2 separate regions of the Rattus norvegicus genome follow, and region 2 is linked to region 1. A link is a contact called in public Hi-C data. All regions are on one chromosome and are shown on one strand. The core of a region is the stretch at or near the end of the contact, and the rest is flanking DNA. Distances in the headings are between cores, read along the strand shown. Region 1 has its middle 7.9 kb from the start of Srl. Region 2 overlaps Srl (sarcalumenin).

Region 1 (2,794 bases), core at 133-2,632:
ACCCTGACTGTCCTCTTCTCTTCTTCTCAATTGGAGACATGAACACTCATTCCAGTATGTTTCCACCATGACAAGCTACCCTCACCAGATACCCATGGACCATAAATTTCCAGAACCATAAGCCAAAACAAACCTTTCTTTACCTCTGAGGTAGTTTGCATGTGATGTCTCTTATAGTCTCTGGTATTTGAATACTTGGTCCCAGTTGGTGGCACTGTTTGAGAAGGATGAAGAAGTGTGGCCTTGAAGAATCAGGCAATGGTAGCCAGCTTGGAGGTTTAAAAGTCACATGCTGGGGTTGGGGATTTAGCTCAGTGGTAGAGCGCTTGCCTAGGAAGCGCAAGGCCCTGGGTTCAGTCCCCAGCTCTGGAAAAAAAAAAAAGTCACATGCCATTCCCAGTTCAATCTCTTTTTCTGAGCTTATTATGGTTCAAGATGTAAGCTCTCAGCCTCTGCTCCAGCCACCTCACCTGCTGCCTGTTGCTATGCTTCCCCACCAGGATGAACTCTCATCCTTCTGTGCCATGGTCATGGTATGTTATCACAGCAATAGAAAAGTAACAAAGGCAGTTCCTTCAGTAACCAGTGTCAGGTTTTGCTATACTATGGGTAGCTGATGAATACAGAACCCTAACTCTAACCATCCTCCTGAGCTCAGGCCTGGATGGTCTACTTTATGAGCTACCATGTCCAGCACCACCCACAATCTTTTTCTTGGGCTCATGTATGGTGGTCGGTGATCCTACACACATCGGGTTGGTGAGTGGTGAGAAGTTAATCTGGCAAGTGATAGCCTTGGACAAAGGCTGGTTATGACAATAGGGTCGAGTCACAGCAGTATAGGCTTTTGGGAAGCTGAGGACTAAGGAAATTAAACTTTTACAAACACGCGGCCTCGGTTCCCTCAACAAGGGTTTCCTTCTCTGCCCCCCTTTTTTTCTCTTCACTTTCACACAGCTGCTCTTCCTAAAGTGGTCTCGTGATGAAACTGCCACTTTGCTAATGGTGAAAATGCCTAGAACGGGGATTGAAGATGCACACAAGATAGCAGGTAGAACCTGTCTCCTTGGTTGTTAAATGAGTTAGGAACTTTACAGAATTGCTATTTTAAAAAAACAAAAACAAAAACAAAAACAAAAAACACTTTGAGATCTCAGGTAGTCCAGGCTGCTCTAAACTCATTGTGTACCTGGGGCTAGCCTTAAACTCCCGATTCTACTGAGTCTATCTCCCAAGGGTTGCCGTTACAAGCATGTGTCATACCAAGCCTCCCTGCTGTCTGTCTGTAACTGAAACGGTCTTGTCATGTTGCCTAGGCTGATCAAGATTCTCTTGCTTTGGCTTCCCAAGTACTGAGATTAGCCATGTAACACCACACTGGCTCCTTTCATTTAATTTTAACCCACATACTTGTTAAGAGCACAGGTCATGCTGGGCAGGGTAGTGGTGCACACCTAAAGCTCTCAGGAGTTTGGGGACAGCCTGTACTACAGAGTGAGTTCCAAGACAGCCAGGGCTACACAGAGAAATCCCGTATCAAACCCTACCCCACCCCACCCCACCCAAAAGAAAAAAGAATATGGGTCATGACTGCGGCACACTAACTTAACACCTAGGGTGAAGAACAGTGGTGGCAGAAGCAGGGTGTGGAGACAATGTGAAAGGCCACACGGCCCAGCAAGCTGAGGGCCGGAATGTTATGGTTCCTGCCACAGTGTCTGTAGCTTGGTCTATCCTGGGCAGCTGACTTGGTAGGCTCTGAGGCTCAAACATTCCTCAAGGACCCAGGAAACTGTCAGACCTTAACTTAGGCAGCATTTGACTTTGCATCTGTTCCACATTCCAAGGGTGGGGGGATGCCAGGGGCATGGGGTGAGGGTGGGGGAATAGGGTCTCAAGTATCCCGGGCTAGTCTCAAACGATGTTGTCATGAGTAGCCTTTGACTCCTGGTCCTCCCATCTCCACACCCACATCCTGAGAGTGTAAGTGGAAGCCACCCTGCCCAGTTTTGGCATCTTTTACTACGCCATGGCACAAGTGTGGAGGACAGTGAACAACTTTGGTGAGTCAGTTCTCTCCTTTCACCATGAGTCCTGAGGACTGAACTGAGGTCATCAGGCTTCGTGTAACACTTTTACCCACTAAGCTACCTCATCCAAACTTGGGGATTTTTTTTTTAAGAGTCTCTCATTGAGTATGGTGGAGTACACCTGTAATCCTGGCACTCAAGAGACAGGTGAATCTCTGTGAGTTCAAGACCAGCCTGGTGAGCTCCAGAATAGTTAGGAAGACAGAGTGATCCTGTCACGGGGTTGGGGGTGGGAGTTAGGGGGGAGCATCTGTCTCATACTGTATCTCAGCCCCGCTTAAAACCTTACTATGTAGTCCAAGTTGCCTCAAACTTATTCTAGCAATATTCCTGCCCCAGTCTCCTGAATACTGAGAGTACAAGTGTGAGCTACAACTAAGAGCTACTAAGTAAGAGCTACTACTAGCACTTACTAAAAGGACAATCCTATCGGTCTTGGTAACTACAGATCATCAATCTTAGAAGACATCAAATTCAGCTGGAGAGATGGCTCAGCAGTTAAGCGCACTGACTGCTCTTCCAGAGGTCCTGAGTTCAATTCCCAGCAACCACATGGTGGCTCACAACCATCTGTAATGGGATCTGATGCCCTCTTCTGGTGTGTCTGAAGACAGCTACAATGTACTTACATATAATAAATAAATCTTTTTTTTTTAAAAAGTCAAATTCCCACCCAAGATGGGTACTCCTTCCACAGAACCTCT
Region 2 (2,794 bases), core at 96-2,595, 33 kb before region 1:
GGCAGGGAGTGGTCCTCGGGCTGGTCCTCTGCCTCCTCCCTGGCTTCGGCAGCCACGTCAGCGTCTGAGTCCTCTCCAGCGGGTATGGCATCCTGGGCTCCATCTAGCTCTGTGGATTGGTGATCAGAGCCTATGCTGCCCTCACCTTCTGCCTCTTCACCCTCTGTGGACTGGGGAGCTACAGGCTCTGCTGCCCCGGCTGCTGCTTCTTCCATAGGCCCATCTCCTAAGCGCCCCTGCAATTCCTCTTGTGCTTCTGCCTCCATATTCGCAGCCCCCTCTGTGGGGAGCCCCACCCCAGCCTCCTCCTGTCCTGCTTCCTCTCCAGAACTGAACTCTGGCCTCTCTTCTGGCCCCTCAGCCCCTCCCGGAGGAAGGGTGCCTGCTGCATGTGGGCCCTCCTCTTCCTCCCCGGGCCCTTCGACATCCCCGGGTGGAGCTGACTCTGCAGCTGAGGAATTGGACAGGCTAGCTTCGGATTCGGAGCCCTGGCCGTTGGCAGTGGAAGGGGCCCCTGCAGGAGGCTGCTCGAAGCTCTCAGCCTCCCTGCCGTCTGGGTAGTGAAGGAGTAGGTTCTTGTCTCCAGGGGCCGCATCTGCATAAAGCGCCCTTTCTTTCTCCTCTAGACTTGCGTCTCCAGCAGAGAAATGATTCTCCAACAAATTGCCAACATCTTCCGTGCCACCCGAAGCAGAGACTTGCAGTTCTAAATGGTTAGAACATGATTGGTCAGTTCACAGGGTTGGCACCGCCCTGTTTCTCAAGAGTCTACGTCAATCTAGCTCCCGCTGCAGGAAGCGCCATATGTGCCTGGTTGTCCAGTGTTAGGCCTCCCAACTCGGGTCCTCTGGATCACCTGCCTCCCTCCATGCCTGTAGGGTCTCCAGAGTAGGGCGTAAAGGATTGACCTGCCGTCCACCACTAAGGGTGTTAGTTTCTGTAGTAACCCAAGAGCTGCCAAGTGACCCTGACCTTCAAGTCTTCCCCCCTGGGTCCTAATGACTATATATGGAGAGAAACTTGGGTGAGCCCTTCCAGCCCTTCCTCAACCTTGGAGCAGGCGTGGCACGTGCCACCTGGCTCCTGAGGAGATATTCCAAGATGGGACAAATGTGAGTTCATTCCATTCCCTGTCAGTTCCTAGAGTCATTAACCAGCAAGCTTTTTATACTACTATCGGCGAAGGAGTGAAAACAGGTGCTCGTAGACCAGATAATCTTAGGTTACAAGGCAGAGTACTTAGGGGATTACTTGTGGCTCTCAGCTTTGTCAAGTCACACATCTAACCCTGTCCCCTTAAGGGCAGGCATTTGCTGGCCTCCCTGCCTCAGATTAGAGGAAACAGGGCCTGAGGAGGAGGCATCCCAAGTGGGCAGGGCCTGGGCTTCCTAGTGGCCTCAGCCAACCCCTTCTGAGGGGATCCCCTTCTAAGGTCCTGCAACTGTACCCACAGTGCAGAGGGCACAGGGAGAACAGAACAACAGGGGCCCAGTCCACGACAGAGACGGCCACCGAGGGTCAAGACGGATATTTTTGGAAAATGGGGTACGAAGCAAAGCTTGGGCCTAGCCCTTCTGATCTTCTCTCCCAAACTGGGATCTGCTTAAAGAGGAGGCCTGCAGAGAAAACTGCAACCCCACGGGAATAGGGTGGGATGTGGGCTCCTCGCTTCAGTGTGGCTAAGACCTCTCTCTCCACCTCTGTGCTGGCAAAGGCACCCCCTCTTAGACTAAGCCTAGTGCGTGCAGGGCCTCCTTCACTGAGGTAAAAACTCTTCATCTCTAGGTGCCTCAGTCCTTACCAGCTCTCAAAAGGCAGGGGCACTCTCCAGCCTTCAGGGATGGCTGTTTACTCATTAGCTCCCATGATTAGCCAACCTGTGCCAGCCTCTGAAGGATGGGAAGCTCTGGGGCACTTATTATAGAGGAGCCCTATATAAAAATGTGTAAAACTTTACCCCAAGCACGCGAGTGTACGTGGCCATTCATGAGCTCACTCATCCTGTCTGGAAGATTCTAAACCTAAATTGGTGATGGTCTTTGCTTTGCCACAGACACATACACGGTCACCATGTGACTAGAAGGTGACCAGAACACAGAGATGCCAACTCCTGGTCCATGATGTATTCAGGGGATACAGGAACCTTCTGACGGGAACCCAGCCCCTGCTATGTTTATTCCCTTTCCAGGATTATGAACCTGGCTCCTGGGTAGGAGAATTTGCGTTTTAATTGTGTGTTCCCAGTGTGTATGACCCTCGGGTGCCCTAGAGGAAGTTCTAGAAGAAGTCTGCATTTACATGTAGGTACCAGTAAGAATTCCCAGTCCCTTGGTCACAGCAGGGGGAGTTAAACATCACTTGCCCCAACTCCTTCCCCTGCGTTTCTAGCTCCCTAGTCCCTGAGAAGAATCTGTGGCAGGAATTTGGTTTAACCTAAGGAGACTGACAGTCCTCTGGGCAGCAAGATGTATAAATATGTGGGAGAAACAGTCATAATTATTTACCACGCCAGGCAATAGGAAACATCTCGGTCTCACATAAGACTTAGAGTGACCTGCTTCTGGTAAACAAGTATTACTTATGTCTCTTTTATAGCTGAGATTAACATTCTGGGTCCTTCCGGTGTCACATAGCTAATAACAGACTGAGGACTTTTGGAAAGGCCTAACCTCTAATCAGGGCTATCACTACTCAAATTGTGGCCCAGAAACCAGCTTCTTCCTCAGCATTGCCTCAGAACTCTCTGGAGACAGAGAGCTCGGGCCACTGACGCACGGATCAGTAATACCCAGGT

Evidence for each region. Hi-C and Micro-C count contacts between places; a contact is called where the count stands out from the background.
Region 2: a Hi-C map of psoas muscle shows a contact between it and region 1, with 3 times the contacts expected there. The contact joins two enhancer-like sites. A contact is called at or near these places in 11 of 12 Hi-C or Micro-C datasets (the A7r5 cell line, the Rat2 cell line, Schwann cells and 6 more) and 1 of 1 datasets of contacts at active chromatin or transcription factors (oligodendrocytes).

The regions. Positions count from the first base shown.
Region 1 is chr10:11,531,194-11,533,987 of GRCr8, reverse strand. No RefSeq gene overlaps it. Among named protein-coding and RNA genes, the nearest start is that of Srl, 7.9 kb to the left of the region's middle. Within about 2 kb of position 1,382, at least 2 of the 93 cell types and tissues checked have an H3K27ac peak or open chromatin away from gene starts, as enhancers often do.
Region 2 is chr10:11,563,987-11,566,780 of GRCr8, reverse strand. It overlaps Srl (sarcalumenin), which reads right to left. Exons shown (of 7, transcript NM_001371633.1): 2 at 1-706. Among named protein-coding and RNA genes, the nearest start is that of Srl, 25 kb to the right of the region's middle. Within about 2 kb of position 1,345, at least 4 of the 93 cell types and tissues checked have an H3K27ac peak or open chromatin away from gene starts, as enhancers often do.